2 separate regions of the Mus musculus genome follow, and region 2 is linked to region 1. The links are chromatin contacts, called in public promoter capture Hi-C maps. All regions are on one chromosome and are shown on one strand. Each heading gives the region's core, a stretch centred on a gene start, on an enhancer-like site or on the middle of the called end of the contact. The rest is flanking DNA. Distances are from core to core; before and after follow the strand shown. Region 1 overlaps Cc2d2b (coiled-coil and C2 domain containing 2B). Region 2 holds the start of Ccnj (cyclin J).

Region 1 (7,276 bases), core at 2,330-4,829:
TCCTCTGTGGCGAGTCCCCCAGAGCTTACTTATGCTTGTTACCGTTATACCTTGAATCTCCAAAAGACACCACAAAAATAGCTGCCTGTAAAATATTTCTGTGATTTCATAAAAGGGATAGGAAGGCAGGAATGTTGGCAGGACCTGACACCAACCCAGGTGATGCCCAACTGTGCTTCAGTCAATTCGGGAAGGATACAGGGAAGGAGGGAAAAGAGGAATAATGTTGAGAGGAAAACAACAAGAACGGGGTTGGAAAAATGTCATCATGGGTTGGGCGTGACAGCCTTAATCCCAGCACTTGGGAGGCAGAGGCAAGTGTTCAGGGCCAGACTGGCCTACAGAGTGACTTCCAGGACAGCCAGGACTGCACAGAGAAACCCGATGTCTAAATAAATCTATAAATAAAGAAGAAAAAGAAAAAATGTCATCCGGTATAAATAATTTTTGAGCCCCCAAGTCTAAAATACTTACAAAAAATTGTTTTGCTAGGATTGGTCAAAGAGCAGGTAAGGGTCTGTAGCCACAAGAATTCCATGATCTGGTTGTGCTAGCACACACCGCTTGTGTTGGGTATGCAGCTCATAGCAGCTGTTAGGAGACTGAAGCAGAAGAATCTTAGAATTTATTTTAGCTCAGTGTAGGCTACAAAGTGAATTCTGTGCTGGCTAGAGCAACATGCCGAGCCTCTCTTAAAACCCAAGGAAAAATAAAAATGATCCTGCAATTCTATTTTATTACTTACCCTAAGTGTATATTTTTAGAATTAGAGGAGTATGTTTTACTGCATGATATATTTGAATGATACTTTGTTCAATACACAAAGATTTTAAATTATGTAGTCACCTGAAGCAATCTAATTTATTCAGTTTTTGTGAGCAGATCCATCCATACTCACGAGAGGCACTGATCAACAATAATATATGTTTTCATACTGAAAACCAGATTTTAAAACAATTTATATAAATAAGCCTGTATTTCAGAATTTTACTCCAACCACTTGGCCATAGACTTCTTTCTTTCCTCTTCGTTATTTTCTCTTAAATACTTTGTAGAAAATGGTTTCTCTGCTTTTCAGGTAGTGCTGCTTTGGGGGGGTGGGGGTGGAAACCAAACAGAGGAGGTTTGAAGGCCACGTGGGTCTTCCCATATCAGGCCTGCGTCTGAACCTTTTCACTAGGGTGGAAGGGGCCCAAGTTATTCTGTTTCAGCAACATTCACTGGAGAATTGAACAGTGAGCTATAGAAAATACCACATAACATTAACCTTAAATGAGTTCCTCTTTATTCAGCCAAACCTTATCTTATTAAATTATATATTTATAATTTATATATAATTACACACACACACACACACACACAGAGAGAGGGAGAGAGAGAGAGAGAGAGAGAGTTTTAGCTAGCACTTGACCTGGGCTAAATGAATTGGAAGGCTCCAGAATGTACCATTTATTTGCATACCGGTCATGGGAGGAAAGCGTGCAGACCAATTTTTATTTTTGCTATTCAACAGAAAACAGTAAGTGAGAGTTACTCCAAGCAATCTGCATCTGGTGGTGGTTTCCGAAACACTGCTGAGGGCCCAGATGAGGATTTTATGGAAGAAGTGATTTTAACGGATTTATTTGAAGTGAAAGCTGCAGATTATGAAGATGACCAAGAACAGATTAAAAAACAGGAGGCAAATATTTTTGTGCCAAGTAGTTCTCCAGGTAACACACTCCCCTGAAATACACAAGTCATGGATACTCCGTGTTCTAGGGTACCAACTTCTGTGCCTGCCGGGGCAGTAAAGGGTATTGACCTTCTATGCATTTATTCTCCCATCGTGGTCTTTAAAGTGATTATCTAAGTTTTGTCGTTAAGTGGCCAGCCAGCAGAAACTGCCGAAAGGCATGCTCCCTCGAATTTTAGAAGACGAAGGGCTCTACGTTCAGAAAAAGCCAGAGACATATAAAAAGATCTGCAACAAAATGGAAAATCGCCTGCTCAGCCTGCAGGAGGCAAGTATATCAGCTGATGAGTTAAGCCAGGAACAGACAGCATGTGGCGTTTGTTTTTTAGTGAAATACTCAGTTGCTATACTTTGTACCTATCTCTGATAGGGAAAATGTTGGTTTGAAGAAAGTGGAGAAATAATGTCATTGCCTTCACCTATTAGACCGTCTTGGAATTATAGGCTCTGCATGAGCAAGGAATCTTTGAATCCGGCACTAAAGACTATACACAGAAAGGTAAGCAACGGCTATCTGCTCATAGTAACTCTTAGATAACGGCTCCTGTAACATCAATTATAACTTATGTTCTTACGTTTTTATTTTACCTTCGAAAGATACCTGAGCTTAGTCATAGAATAGCTAACCTTGGATAAAATGTTAAGTAATCTTCAAGATTGTTGAGGTCTATTTAATGGTGGGAAATGCTCAAGTAAAACATGATGTGAAAACCATAATAAAAATTTGTATGATTCTCACCTTGTATATATATATATAAAGCGCCAAATGGATGGTAGTCAAGGGAACCACCATTTTTAACTCTTAGCTATGTGTATTACTCTCTCCCTATTGGTTTTGTCCAATTTCTAAGTGGAATCATAAAAATTACTCTGTTTGTATGAAGCAATAGTTAGCTTATTTTTTTTCTGTATAGAAATCAATTGTAAGAAAACCACATTTTATTGATCTATTTTTCTACTAATGGATATCAGGTGTATCCACTTTTTGGCCATTGTAACAACAATGTCAGAGAAATGTTTGCACATATTTTTTGACTATACATGTATATATATTTTCGGCTGGCTAGATGTCACAGAATAGAAATGCTACTTGTAGGTTTGTATGTATTCAGTTTTGCTATATAACAGTCCCTGTGGTCGTTTGAATAAGAGTGGCCCCCGTGGGCTCATAGAGTTGAATACTTAGTCATCAGGGAGTGGCATTATTAGAGAAAGATTAGGAGGTGTGGCCTTGTTGGAGGAAGTATGTCACTGGGGGTGGGCTTTAAGGTTTCAAAAGCCCAAGCTGGCCAGGTCTAATCTTCCTACCTCTATCCCTCACCATTCTCCTCTCTCCATCTCTGTCTCTTCATCTCTCTCTGTGTCTGTCTCAGTCTCTCTCTCCATCTCTCTCTGTGAGTGTCTCTCTTTCCTGCCTACAGATCAGGATTTAGCTCTCAGCTACCGCTCTAATACTATGTATGCCACCATGCTCCCCATCATGATGATAACGGTCTAAACCTCTGAACTATAAGCCAGCCCCCACTTAAATGCTTTCTTTGCTAGGAGTTGGTCATGGTGTCTCCTCACAGCAACGGAACAGTGACTAAGCCAGTGGTTAATAAGAGAAAGGGTAACTCCTTGGTTTATGAGTTGAGTGGATGGATTTTGGTGCTATATACGAAGATGGAGAATTCTTGGGAGTGGAAGTTCTAGCTTATCATCTCCACAAATAATGCATTCCTGTGTTGCATAGTTCTAATTTTTCCTACTGTTGATTTAAAATCTGCCTCCTGAGTGCTGTATTTATTTGAACTTGTCTGACCACAGAGCACTCATAAAGCACTTTACTCCTGTGGCAGCTGAACCACTTGAAGTCTACAGACTATAGTCACTCCCCCTTTTAGATTTTGCTTACAGCATAAACTCACATCCTTTGGTTGTTACTAGAAACTCCATCAGCTTGGTTACTGTGCCTTAACTACTGAGGACCTCAGTCAGTAAATAACGAGTAAGAAAAGACCAAGGAAAGGCTAATGTCTCCCCACGGGAATAAATAAGATCAAGGTGTGTCATAGCTAGCTAGTGCTTCATTTACTAAACAAAACAAGCTTCTCTAACGTGAAATTTCCACAGTTTATCATCTAATAGTTTTAAACTGAAACTGTTGTCCTCTTGGTGCTTTTTCAAGGCATGACCAATTTACCAATATGATAACTGATAAATTAATTCCTTAGATGGACACTGAGCTGTCCATTATATAGAGGACAGGGACTTAACAGATGTTGTTAGTAAACAAGATTTTATGGCTTTTCCCCTTCCTCCCTGAAGCCCTAGGGATGAGTTCCTAGCTCAGGGAAAAGTAAGGAGGCAGAGGTTTAGAAACAATGCTGGTGGCCTCTAGTCTTCAGAGAGCCCCCAGACTGCCATCTGGCTTGGGGCAGATCATTTATTCCAGCTTAACAGCAGATGTGACAGCAATGGCACAGGCAGTGTCAGAGCCATCTAGGAAAAGCAAAGGCATGTAAGTAAAATTTCTGGAGATGGCCCACCATTTTGCATGGCCTGCGATGGATGAGCTCTAAGAATCTAAGGAGCAAGGTCCTTAGAGACTTCATCCCAGGATTGCTTCCTGCTGCTGCTATGCCTTTCCTGTCACTAGTTCATAGCCCAGTGATTCCTGGGCATCAGCCCACCCTATTGGGCAGATTTTTTGCAGAATCAATGTGAAGATGCACTCTCACGTTGTAATGCTATGTAGGCAAATTGATGATTCCATAATTCTTGATAATGATTTTATAGAATTCCTTACTTTATACAACTATAGATTAGGCTGCAAATAGAGCTTTGTAAAAACCTTCATGTGTCATAGGCTAATTGCGCTAGAAATAGAAAGCAGACTTTGGACAAATTTATAACCAAAGAAAACATTCCTTCTAGGTTAGATGTGAGATCATTGTCTGCTAACTAAAGGTCATAAACTAGTAATGGACAATTTATTCTAGCTTCAAGGACAGAAAACAAAATATTGACTGGTTATCTGTACAATATGTCAAAACTAATGATACACAAGGCAGATGATTTGTCTCTTGACAAAACGGTGGTAACTTGTAAACATACAAATTATTGCTTTAAACTTATAATGAACTTATAAGGGGACTTTGTAACAGATACTGAATGTTTAGTCAGATACCAGTCTTAATAGAAAGATATGTAAGTAAGTCACTTGTAACTCCTAAAACCTTACCAATCTATGACATAAACTATTGCCTTAAGTTTACTGTGAATTTATTGGAATGTACAAATATTTAGAGAATCATGCAATCAATTCTGCTCTAACGGTTCTACCTGATAGCTGTTTGAGATCATTTTTAGAGAAAATATAAAAACTAAGAACTGTAATAAAATGACGGTGCAGCTTTCTTCAGCTTCATCCAGTATGTGTATATGTGTCTCTCTCCTCCCCCCGCCTCTTTCCCCCCCCTCTTTCTTTTCTCTCTGGTTCATGAAGAGTTAATGAACTCTGAGCCTTTTACCTGGCCAGTGAGAGGCTCTTGAGCCAGAAAGAAAAGAGCCTAGTAACTTAACTTTTTCTCTTAATCCCTTGCTATAAGCAGGAGTTAATTGCCAGAAACCAGCAGCTTTTAGCCACACTATAGCAAGATAGAGTCAAAATTCCAGAGGCCATCAGCTTCTGGCCCCCGGAACAGTGAAGAAGAGTTATAAAGGCAGAGATCATATGCCTTTGGTCTTTGTCAGATGCTGTGTCCCATCTCAGCAGTACTTGGCCCGCCAGGGCTGGCTCTTCAGCAAGGCTGGAAGACATGGTCTTGGTCGAATTTCTGTTTAAATAACATAGTATCACAGACAGTGTAAGCATCAGAGTTTACTTACTGAGGCTTCTGATTCCTCTCTAGGGAGCACATCTGATAATGGCCGTGCTGGCAGAGTCCCAAGACAGGGCAGGGTGTCATGGCGCGAGGCAAGAAGCATACAAGACTCAGACAAACAGCTTTTTTACAGCTGATGACACATGCTTGAGATAACCAGTTAAATTTGTCCTGGTTAAGTTTTTGTCAGCTTGACACAAGCTGGAGTTATCTGGGATAAGGAACCCCAATTGAGGCAATGTCTTTATCGGATTGCCTGCAGGGCATGTAGTCTGTAGGGCACGTGGGCCACATTAACCCTTTCCTCTCCAGGTCATGGTTTTCATTACAGCAGTAGAAGCAGAGTAAGGCACCATTAGTTGCATGCAGCTATTAATCAGTGATTAATATGTTTATGAGAAAAGTGGACTAATAACCTCCTGAAGTCCCACTTGGTCCAACTTCTAAATAACCCTCAACAGCAATCAAATTTCATTGTGAGCTTCAGAGGGGGAAAGCCCCTTTCAAACCCCAACAGTAGATTTGTTATACCAGACTGATCCAGAGGGAAGGCTCAGTGCCGTCCTTCTGAGGTGGATTCAGTCCTGTTAGATTAGACTGTACGTGCTAAGGAACTCATCATCTTTCTCAAATTGCATCATTAAAAATCAGCCATACATATTTAGATATGCATGTTTAAATTAAAAACAACAGATTAAGGCATAGACGAACCATTTTGCAAATAATCTACGACTTCTAGACTGAAACAATTATAATTGAGGTTCAGTCTAATATTCAAGTAAGAGATAGTGTTCTGTACAGAAAGGGCTGGTGTCCTTAGACCACTTAGAGAGTCTAGGTTTTTTTTTTGAAGGGATTTTTTCAGATGATCACCAGTATATTCACTTTATAAATAATGTTTTAATAGATAATTCCATTTAACTCTGACTCACAAGACAAAACTCTTAATGCAAAAGTTGAAACACAATTTGCCACGGTGTTCCTATAAAACATTATTTTGGGTCTTGTAATTTGAAAATCTGATATCCATATAAACAGTAATGATGTAGATGACAATAATTTACAGCAAGATGACTAAGTTGCCGTGTTAAATAAAATAAGCTGTTATAATAAAAGGTAAAAATGTAATATAAACCTATTTTATTAAATCAAGAATCTAAATAAAGTTCAAAGATGACCCGCTTGCTGCCTTTATAGTTCTATAGCTCTGGAATTTAAATGCACCTGGCATGCTATTTTATATTGGAAAAGCTACTTGTGGTTTCAAAGACAAGAGAATCAAATTACCTTGGTGCATACTTTTCTTTAAAAGGCGGTGAAATCTGACGTGGGGTGCTGTTTTAGAGACAGGATGGATGGTCAGAGGGAAATGTACCAACTAGACCTTAACATCGTGGGCTTGCAGTTCAGCCACCACCCGCTCTTCAGTCAGGAACACGTCCTGTGTGCCAGGCTGCTCCGGCTCTGCGAGTCTTTGCAGGACAGGCAGAGGCAGAGCGTCTCTCAGCTGCTCTATGAGAAGGTGAGGAGGCTTTCAAGGGTCCAGCACTTGATAGTGGGAGTGGATGTTCTTGCTATAGAGCAGGCATCAAAGAACATTGTCCTTCAGTGCTGTCGTAGTTAACCTGTCGGAACAGTGAGTTGAGAGCAAAATGGAAGGTCTGATTTGTTG
Region 2 (7,385 bases), core at 2,388-4,887, 64 kb after region 1:
GAAGCAATTCTGGCCTGATTCGTGATGCTCAACTTGTGGAGGTCAGGACGCCTCCATCCGAGCCATCTGGAGAGTCTTACTAATAAAGAGGATTCCTAGATCCACCCGAGACTTCCTCATCCAGAACCTCTGAGAGGAGAGCGGCAGTATTTTCAACAATCTCCCAGGCGACTGGGATTCCCTGTTGAGTGAGAGACCACCGCCCTTGTGGAATGCCATCAGTCCCAATGAGACACGGGCACATTCAGTGCTAGTGCTGGTACAGTTCCAGGTGAAAATTTCTCAGAGGGAACCCTGAGGTCATATTCTAGCCTGACAGCCAGCAGGCTCAAGATGTAAGAAAAGCCTGTTTCAATTTTGAGTTTAAAAGCCAGAAAAGAGCTATGTCCCTGCTTAAAGAGATTAAACAAGAGAAAACCCCCAATCCCTCTTACTCGACCGAGGGAGGGCAGCCTTTTAACTCTGCTCAGACCTCCAGCTGCCTGGATGAGGGCTGCCCACATTCAGAAGGGCAGTCTGCTCTCCTCAGCTCACCAAGTCAAATACTCTCCAAGCCAGCATTCCCACAGGATAGCCAGGCTATATCTATGGTGTCTGATCACTGGTTACCCTATGGCCCAGACACGTAGATTCATAATCATAATCTATGTCAATTTTAATCAGAAGTAAAAAAAAAATGTATGCTCAATTTCAATATTGATTAACTCTCTGGTAAATTTCAAATTATAAATATCTGTGGATTTTGATCCCAGCTTCCGAGAATAGCATAAAGACTATCCTTACGTTCTGTTCTGTAGTGGCTTAGAAATAGGATCTAGGCTCTTCCTGATCAAGTTCATTACAGGTGCAATCTACCCTTTCTCAACTGCTCCAAGTGCCAAGTGTCAAATATTTTAAAGAAGGATGGCAGGTGTCGTGGCAATAAGAGCAGTTAATGGGCTTATCCAAACTAAGTGGGAGACGATGGTGTTGTAGGCAAAGACACTGGGTGTGAATGTGTTTGCGGTGACGTAAACAGTGCCACAGTGTAAAGTTGTACCAAGGAAACAAATCAAGAACAGGGTCCGGGGCTTCTGGCTCCTAGTGAGTGTTCCGTATCCAAAGGAATTTGATAGAGCCTGAGAAGAGCCCCGGATGTCCCATTGCAGAACGATCCCTAGACTAGGATGTATGGCAAAAACGAGGTGTACAGTAGACCTCGGAATAAGCTACCATTTTACATAAAACGAGGCAAGTGGGCTGTATGTGTGTGCTGCTATAAAGACCTGCATACTTCTGAGAAGATACAACAAAAGACACAGCAGTAGTGGTGCCTCTGGGAAAAGGCCACCTCTGGAAGAAGTGGAGAAAGGAGTCTGCCAGTTAGTATGCATAGTTTTATATTGGTTTTATGGTTTTTTTGTTTTGGTTTGGTTTGGGTTTTTTTTTTTTTTTTTTTTTTTTTTTTTTGCCTTTTGCTTGCATTTATTTTAAAGTGTTTTCTTTTTGACAAAAAGCAATGGCTTTCTTTTCTTTTTTAACTTTTAAATACATTCTGTGTATTTGGTTTACAGTGTTTTGGTTTTTGTGGTACAGTAGCTTGAAGCCAGGGACTCGGGTACGTTGGGCAAGCCCTGTACTGCTCATCCCCCTCCCCCAGTTCTCAGCGCACAGCGTCTGATGAACACGTGCATTGAGTACAGAGAGCTTCATGAAGAATTCTCTCCCCTGCGTGCTCCGATGTTAGTGTCTTGGCTGCCAGAGCGTGGTGGCTTCCGACTGCCGGAAGTGCCCGCAGTCCCAAAAGCCTTCCAGAGAATCAGCTCCCACCCTCATCTCTTGCAACCCAACTCGAGGTTCCATTCTCTGTTGTGCGGGTGCCTTGCCCGGTTCGCTCTGAAACCTTTGCTAGTGTCTTTTGAAGTTTGGATTATCTTTACTGAAGTGGAAAACTGCCCTCTACTTTCCTTCCAAAATGGAACCCTGTCGTGTTTACTGTCCCCTCTGCTGGCATGCCCATCCACCATCTAGATAGCCAGTCGCTTCCCCTCAGGCCTTTGCATGGCTTCCCTATCATAAAACGTCGGCCTATCCACCTATCTAGCCTTTCACTTTGTTTGCCTTACAGCACTTGTTACCGTGTGGTATGGATTTATCTTTCATTTATTATGACTTTTCTCTTCCCAGTAGAATGTAAACTGTGGGAACACAGAGTTGAAGTGCCTTCTGCCCAGCTCACTCTAAAGGGATGAAAAAAATAGTAAGACCGAAATTCCTTTTAGGAATGTAGACTCTAGAGAGACCACCAGAGACATACACAGGCATGAACAAGGATGAATACTGGCATCTTATAAAGAGCCATCTAAGTCTAGAATAATACATGATTTCTGAACCGGTCTCTCCCGGCAAACAACGTGTTCAAAGTAGACTGTAGGACAACCTGCTTATTACAGGATCGCATAGGCAATTATAGTCTGTGACCCACTTTTCTGAAAAGGTTCTTAAGAAAGGCCTGGACCCTAAATCATTTGGAAGCCAAAAGCTGCTTAGTAGTCGTGAATTGGAAACTGAGTACTACTTAAATACCATAAATGACATGGAAATTTTAGCCAGATAACGTCCTTTCCCTCTACTAGTAGTCTCTTCCCGAAATGCACCGGGCTAGGCTGGGTTCTGCCAATTTTCACGTGCATGCTTCCAGTTTCTTCCCATCATTTCCTGAACCCCTGCTCTCCCCAGGCATTGTATAACACTGTCACACAGGGGTCTGCAGCAGCCCTTCCGGGATGGATGCAAATACCAGGGTGATAAGCCATGCTCCCGAAGTGTGCACTCATCCTTTTCTGTACTAGCCCTTTGTCACTCTTCCTCTTTCTAAACAAAATATTCAAAGTAAGGGGTGAGGTCTCATGATTTATGTTTAAATATTGAAGGAAGTCGCTTTACAGTCTCTGGAAAATTGAGGGAACCCATCTACTTCTTTTGGGGTGGTCCTCCAGACACTCTCAAATACAACTGATGGGGTTTCTGTTACATTTCCAGCCCCAGCCAATCGCCTCAATTGACGCTGGAGTGTTCCCACCGTTTAGGGTCTCTTCCTTGACCACCACAGATGGTCAATTACATCCATTATGGATCTGACAAGCCAGGTTGCTAAAGATGTCAATTCCAGTCGCAACTCGCGCGAATCGCCGAAGTGAAAGCAACAAGAAGAGCTGAGTTAGAAGAGCTAAAAGGAGTACTGGGTTTAGAGGGGAGACTGGAGCAGAACTCGACAACCAAAGCGCCTTAGGGACTGGTAAGAGCTAAAGCCCATTCGGAAGGCTTAGGGTAGGGGGAGGATCCCGGAGAGCAGCCCCTCGGAAGTGAGACAGCGGGCCAGATCCGCGCTGCCAAGTTTTAATCCCGGGGCTGAGACATCGCATCTTTCTTTGCCAGCACCCGGGACCCATCAAAGATTCTCTGCAGGTGAGCGGCCCTCGGGCGCCGACAGACCGCGGAGGCTGCAGAGCGAGACCGCCCGGCACCGGGCAGGGGCCCGGGAGACGGAGTAGCACCTGGCTCGGCCCGGCCGCCGATTGGACGGCGAGGCGCGACCCCGCTGTATCGCGAGAGCCGATTGGCAGCGCGGGGCGGCCCGTGCCCCGGCGCTGGCTTTGTACGGCGAGCCGCCTGCCGGTCCTTTAACAATGGGCGGCGCGAGCGCCCGGGTGCTGGGCCCTAGCTGAGGCGGGGGCTTCGCGGCCGACGGTCCGCGGCATGAACGCTGCCGGCGCCCCGTGCACGCCGGCCGGGCTGGGGCTCTGAGGGCCGCGGTTCCGGGTAAGAAACCGCGTGGGCCGGGCAGGCCTGCGGGAGCGCAGCGAGGCGAGGGGAAGCGAGGCGCGGAGCACGGCCGCCCGCCCGGCCTTTTGTTTGCCGCTCCGGGTCCGCGCTGCGGCGGGCGCACCGCAGACCCCCAGGGTGGTGGAGCGTGCGGGGCTGTCGGCGCGGACCTGGTGTCGCGCGCTGGTCACTCTCCATTCCGGCGACGTTCTGACAATGTCAGGGCTCCCGCGCCTAAGTGCAGGCGGCTGAGGTCGAACCCAGAACTCGGAGAGCCCGAGGTGGGCCGTCCCGCCCGGAGCTTTCAGAGCTCGCACCTTTCTGCAGTTCTTGCAGCGGGCGATTGCAGACGACTGGGTAGATCAGGCCTTGCTGGCGTTGGAAGATGGCTCGGGGTCGGGTCAGGTGAAGAGGAGCAGCCGCACGGGGTGACCTGAGATCGCATCCCTGGAGGAGGGGGCGCGGAGGATCGCGGGGGGACTGGGGGGGGGGGGAGTTGCTGGCCGTGACCGCGTCTGGGGCGTGTCTTCCAGACTGAAGTTGCGGCGTCTGGCCGGGCGCACCTCCGGCTTCCATGGAGCTGGAGGGGCAGTGGTGGCGAGGACAGCTGGCTGCGGATATTCACCAGGCGCTTCGGTACAAGGTAACTCCCGAGACCCGACTTTCCCCATCCCGGCTCTTGTGCTTCCTGGAAAGGCCAGTCAGGTTCTTTACTCTCTACCTTCCAGGCCAGAGAAGGCGAGTTTGCTCATTTGTCAAAGTTAATTAACTTCTTCCTTCCCTGGGCTGCATCCGAAGAACCTGTAAATGTGGAGAAGACTGGGGCGTGGTAGTTGGGAGAAGGAAGGTGGATGGTGTTCCGATGTTGCCAGGTCGACCATGGGTGTGTGTGTGTGTGTGTGTGTCTGTCTGTCTGTCTGTCTGTGTCTGTGTGTGAGTGAACAGCCCTCCTTGTTTCGTACATGCTGTTGCATGAAGCTGGTGTAAGCCCTGTACATAACTCAGTTCTCCAACCTTTCCCCAAACCTGCTCTGAGACTTCGGACAACTTAATTTTCTCTTTCTCAGTTTCCTCGTCTGTAAAAGGAGAAATAACAACGACAGAACGTCCTTATGGGGTGATTGTGAAATCTGTTAAGTATGTACTGTGCAGGAACTTAGAACAGTGTAAGAGCTATGTGATAACTTACTGTTCCTTGGTCCTTCAAATCCAGGCTATACAAAAAGCCTTAAGGTGGAGGGAGCTATTCCTTGGTAATGTCAAGTGTAGAAAATAGACACAATGTTCTTAATAGTCATGGGGGGGGGGGAACCTACTCCTTTTGGACCAAAGCCTGGGTATTCTAACTAATGATTATAGGATGGATGTTATAAGTCAGATATATGCGATAGCCCTGCTTCTCTGACAGCCAGAGGGAAGACCCAGAATGATCAACTTAACTCAGTTTCACCTTGGATGAAAACTGGGAAAGGATCGAAACAGCTGACTCTTTAATAAGATCCTGTAGCTTGAGCCTTAGGGATTTTTCAATGATAATAGGTTTATATCTGGTGTATATGACCAAATTAAGCAGATTAGGACATGGAATCTTGGCTTAAGTTGTTAAAATTGCACCCCCAGCTTGAAATTTCCAAAAGTTCTTTAATAGTCCTGGCATTCAGTCTCTTACTCTGAGTACATCCCAGACCCCTATGAGATTGCTCTACATAAATGTTCCAACTACGGAAAGGTTCTTTGGAATGTTAGAGGGAAAAGTCCCAATTCACTTTGAATTTTGGGGAGGTATATTTGGATTTTTCTAAGTGTCAGTCTTTTTATCTTTCTAGTGTGTAGCAAAACTAGTTACTTGGTTTAAATGGTAATGGTACTTTGAGTGTGGGGGTGGGGCTGACAGTTTAAAGATTTTTTTTTCATGATGATCCCTGTGACTTTTAGTTCTAATACTTCATATGTAGGTAGTTTTAATCATAAAGAATTGACTGAATTAGTTTTACAGGTGATCTTAGACGTAGAATTTTCTTTCTTTCTTAAGTTAGAGTTTGTTGGCATGCTTATGTAGTCTCTGAAGGAGTTAGGGAATAAGGCAGCCCTGTAGTCAGGTGGATGTTGGGGATTACTTCTGAAGCCTGTCTCAGGCCACCTGTTGCAAACTACTTGGGGTTGCCTTTATGTTGTCTTTAAGCTCTCTGTAGACGACGGTCCTGATGTCTGGCAATAGTAACATAGAGGATTTACATTAATGTGTAGGACTTGAACTTTACAGCTGGAGAGATCACTATTTGTAGTGCACTGGAGTCAAGGAAGTTAAATAAACTTTTCTCATTAAAGATGCTAAAGTCAGCTATTAATCGGTGGTTTGATCCTTTGCTTGTGCAGCCTGCTTAGTACTTAGCATATTGGAGGTGTTAGAGCAGTAACTAGTGTGACCAGCGTGGTCCTTGCCGCCAACAATCTGTTTTATAAGTTGAAGGCATCTCCCCAGGGCAGTTACCCTTCATCGGCTGTGAACGATGGTCTAAGTTTAAACCCACCAGATTTTAAAGAGATAATTGATGTGACCAACATTGTGTTGACTGGGAAGAAGTGAAGAATAATGAATGCCAACTGGGCTACTTTTGTAAATATGGTTTCCCACTCAAAAAGACTTTAAGCGCCTATCTTCTTATCAGTCTGCCCCATGTTCCAGTCCTGTAACTCTCGGGAAAGTATTGAGGAGCTTCAGAGACAAATGGGAACAATCATAGTTCTGTGCGAAACATAAGAAAATATCGGTCCGAGGAGTTAGTTGTAGTTACACTTGGTAGCTTCCTGTAGGCCTTTATTTCCAAACTGGCTAGAGAGGAGACTTTAGGTGGTACGTTTGGCTTCCCTGAACTTTGGTCCTCCAAATTCCTGACCTGATCCTCTGGAACAAGGGTGTTCCATTCTAAGGCACAGAGAAAGATAGCGGAAGAAAGTCGTAGCTGAGAAACGGGTAGTTTCTTTTCCATGCCTGCGCAAAGACAACAGGGTCTGACAGTGTTCTCATCAGCACTTGTACTTTCCCACTGAAGAAGACAAGTGACCTGTGTTGTTCATGTTAGTTTAACTCTTCTGCGGAGCCTGGGGACGTAGCTCAACAGGTAGAGGTACTTGTGATCCGAGCTTTACCCCTGAGTTCACTTAAAGATGGAAGGAAAAAAACCATCTCTCCATGTGTACAGCATGGCATTGTGCCTACCCACAAATACCATGACTCACACAGCATTAACAGCGAGTAAGAATAAAATCTCCCTGATGGCCCTGGGTTCCAGGCTGGCTTTACAACTGTTGGTAAAATTAACATAGTTAAAAGTAAAGCCCACCAATATTTTCTAGATAGGACCGCCAGTTTGTCTTTTAAGGTATATTCAGGCCTCTTTTTCTGGAACTCCCTCTCCCTGTGGCCAAGCTAGGTCATCTTTGGTGTTCTCGACAGCGTATTTTATGATCTCTGCATCCCAATTCTTTTGAGTTTCAGCTTTCTAAACTAAAACTAAGTGTTCGTTGTGGAACTTCCCAGTTCTCAGGTACCTAGCCCAGGAACCACTTTGAGCCTCTAT

The links. Promoter capture Hi-C pulls out the DNA fragments that hold promoters and counts their contacts.
Region 2: a contact with region 1 is called in a promoter capture Hi-C map of the C10 cell line. The contact joins the promoter of Ccnj here to the enhancer-like site in region 1. A contact is called at or near these places in 8 of 39 promoter capture datasets (the C10 cell line, the HPC-7 cell line, cranial neural crest and 5 more), 16 of 484 Hi-C or Micro-C datasets (CD4 T cells, the G1E-ER4 cell line, LSK cells and 8 more), 14 of 115 datasets of contacts at active chromatin or transcription factors (bone marrow-derived macrophages, double positive thymocytes, effector CD8 T cells and 7 more) and 3 of 9 other capture datasets (adipose tissue, liver and pancreatic islet).

Annotation. Positions count from the first base shown.
Region 1 is chr19:40,763,837-40,771,112 of GRCm38.p6, forward strand. Cc2d2b (coiled-coil and C2 domain containing 2B) reads left to right here. Exons shown (of 35, transcript NM_001376940.1): 7 at 1,514-1,712; 8 at 1,867-2,003; 9 at 2,106-2,234; 10 at 6,917-7,126. Among named protein-coding and RNA genes, the nearest start is that of Cc2d2b, 19 kb to the left of the region's middle. Within about 2 kb of position 3,580, at least 2 of the 459 cell types and tissues checked have an H3K27ac peak or open chromatin away from gene starts, as enhancers often do.
Region 2 is chr19:40,827,642-40,835,026 of GRCm38.p6, forward strand. Ccnj (cyclin J) reads left to right here and starts at 3,638. Exons shown (of 6, transcript NM_172839.4): 1 at 3,638-3,801; 2 at 4,338-4,447. The coding sequence starts at 4,379. It overlaps Cc2d2b (coiled-coil and C2 domain containing 2B), which reads left to right. Exons shown (of 35, transcript NM_001376940.1): 35 at 1-2,137.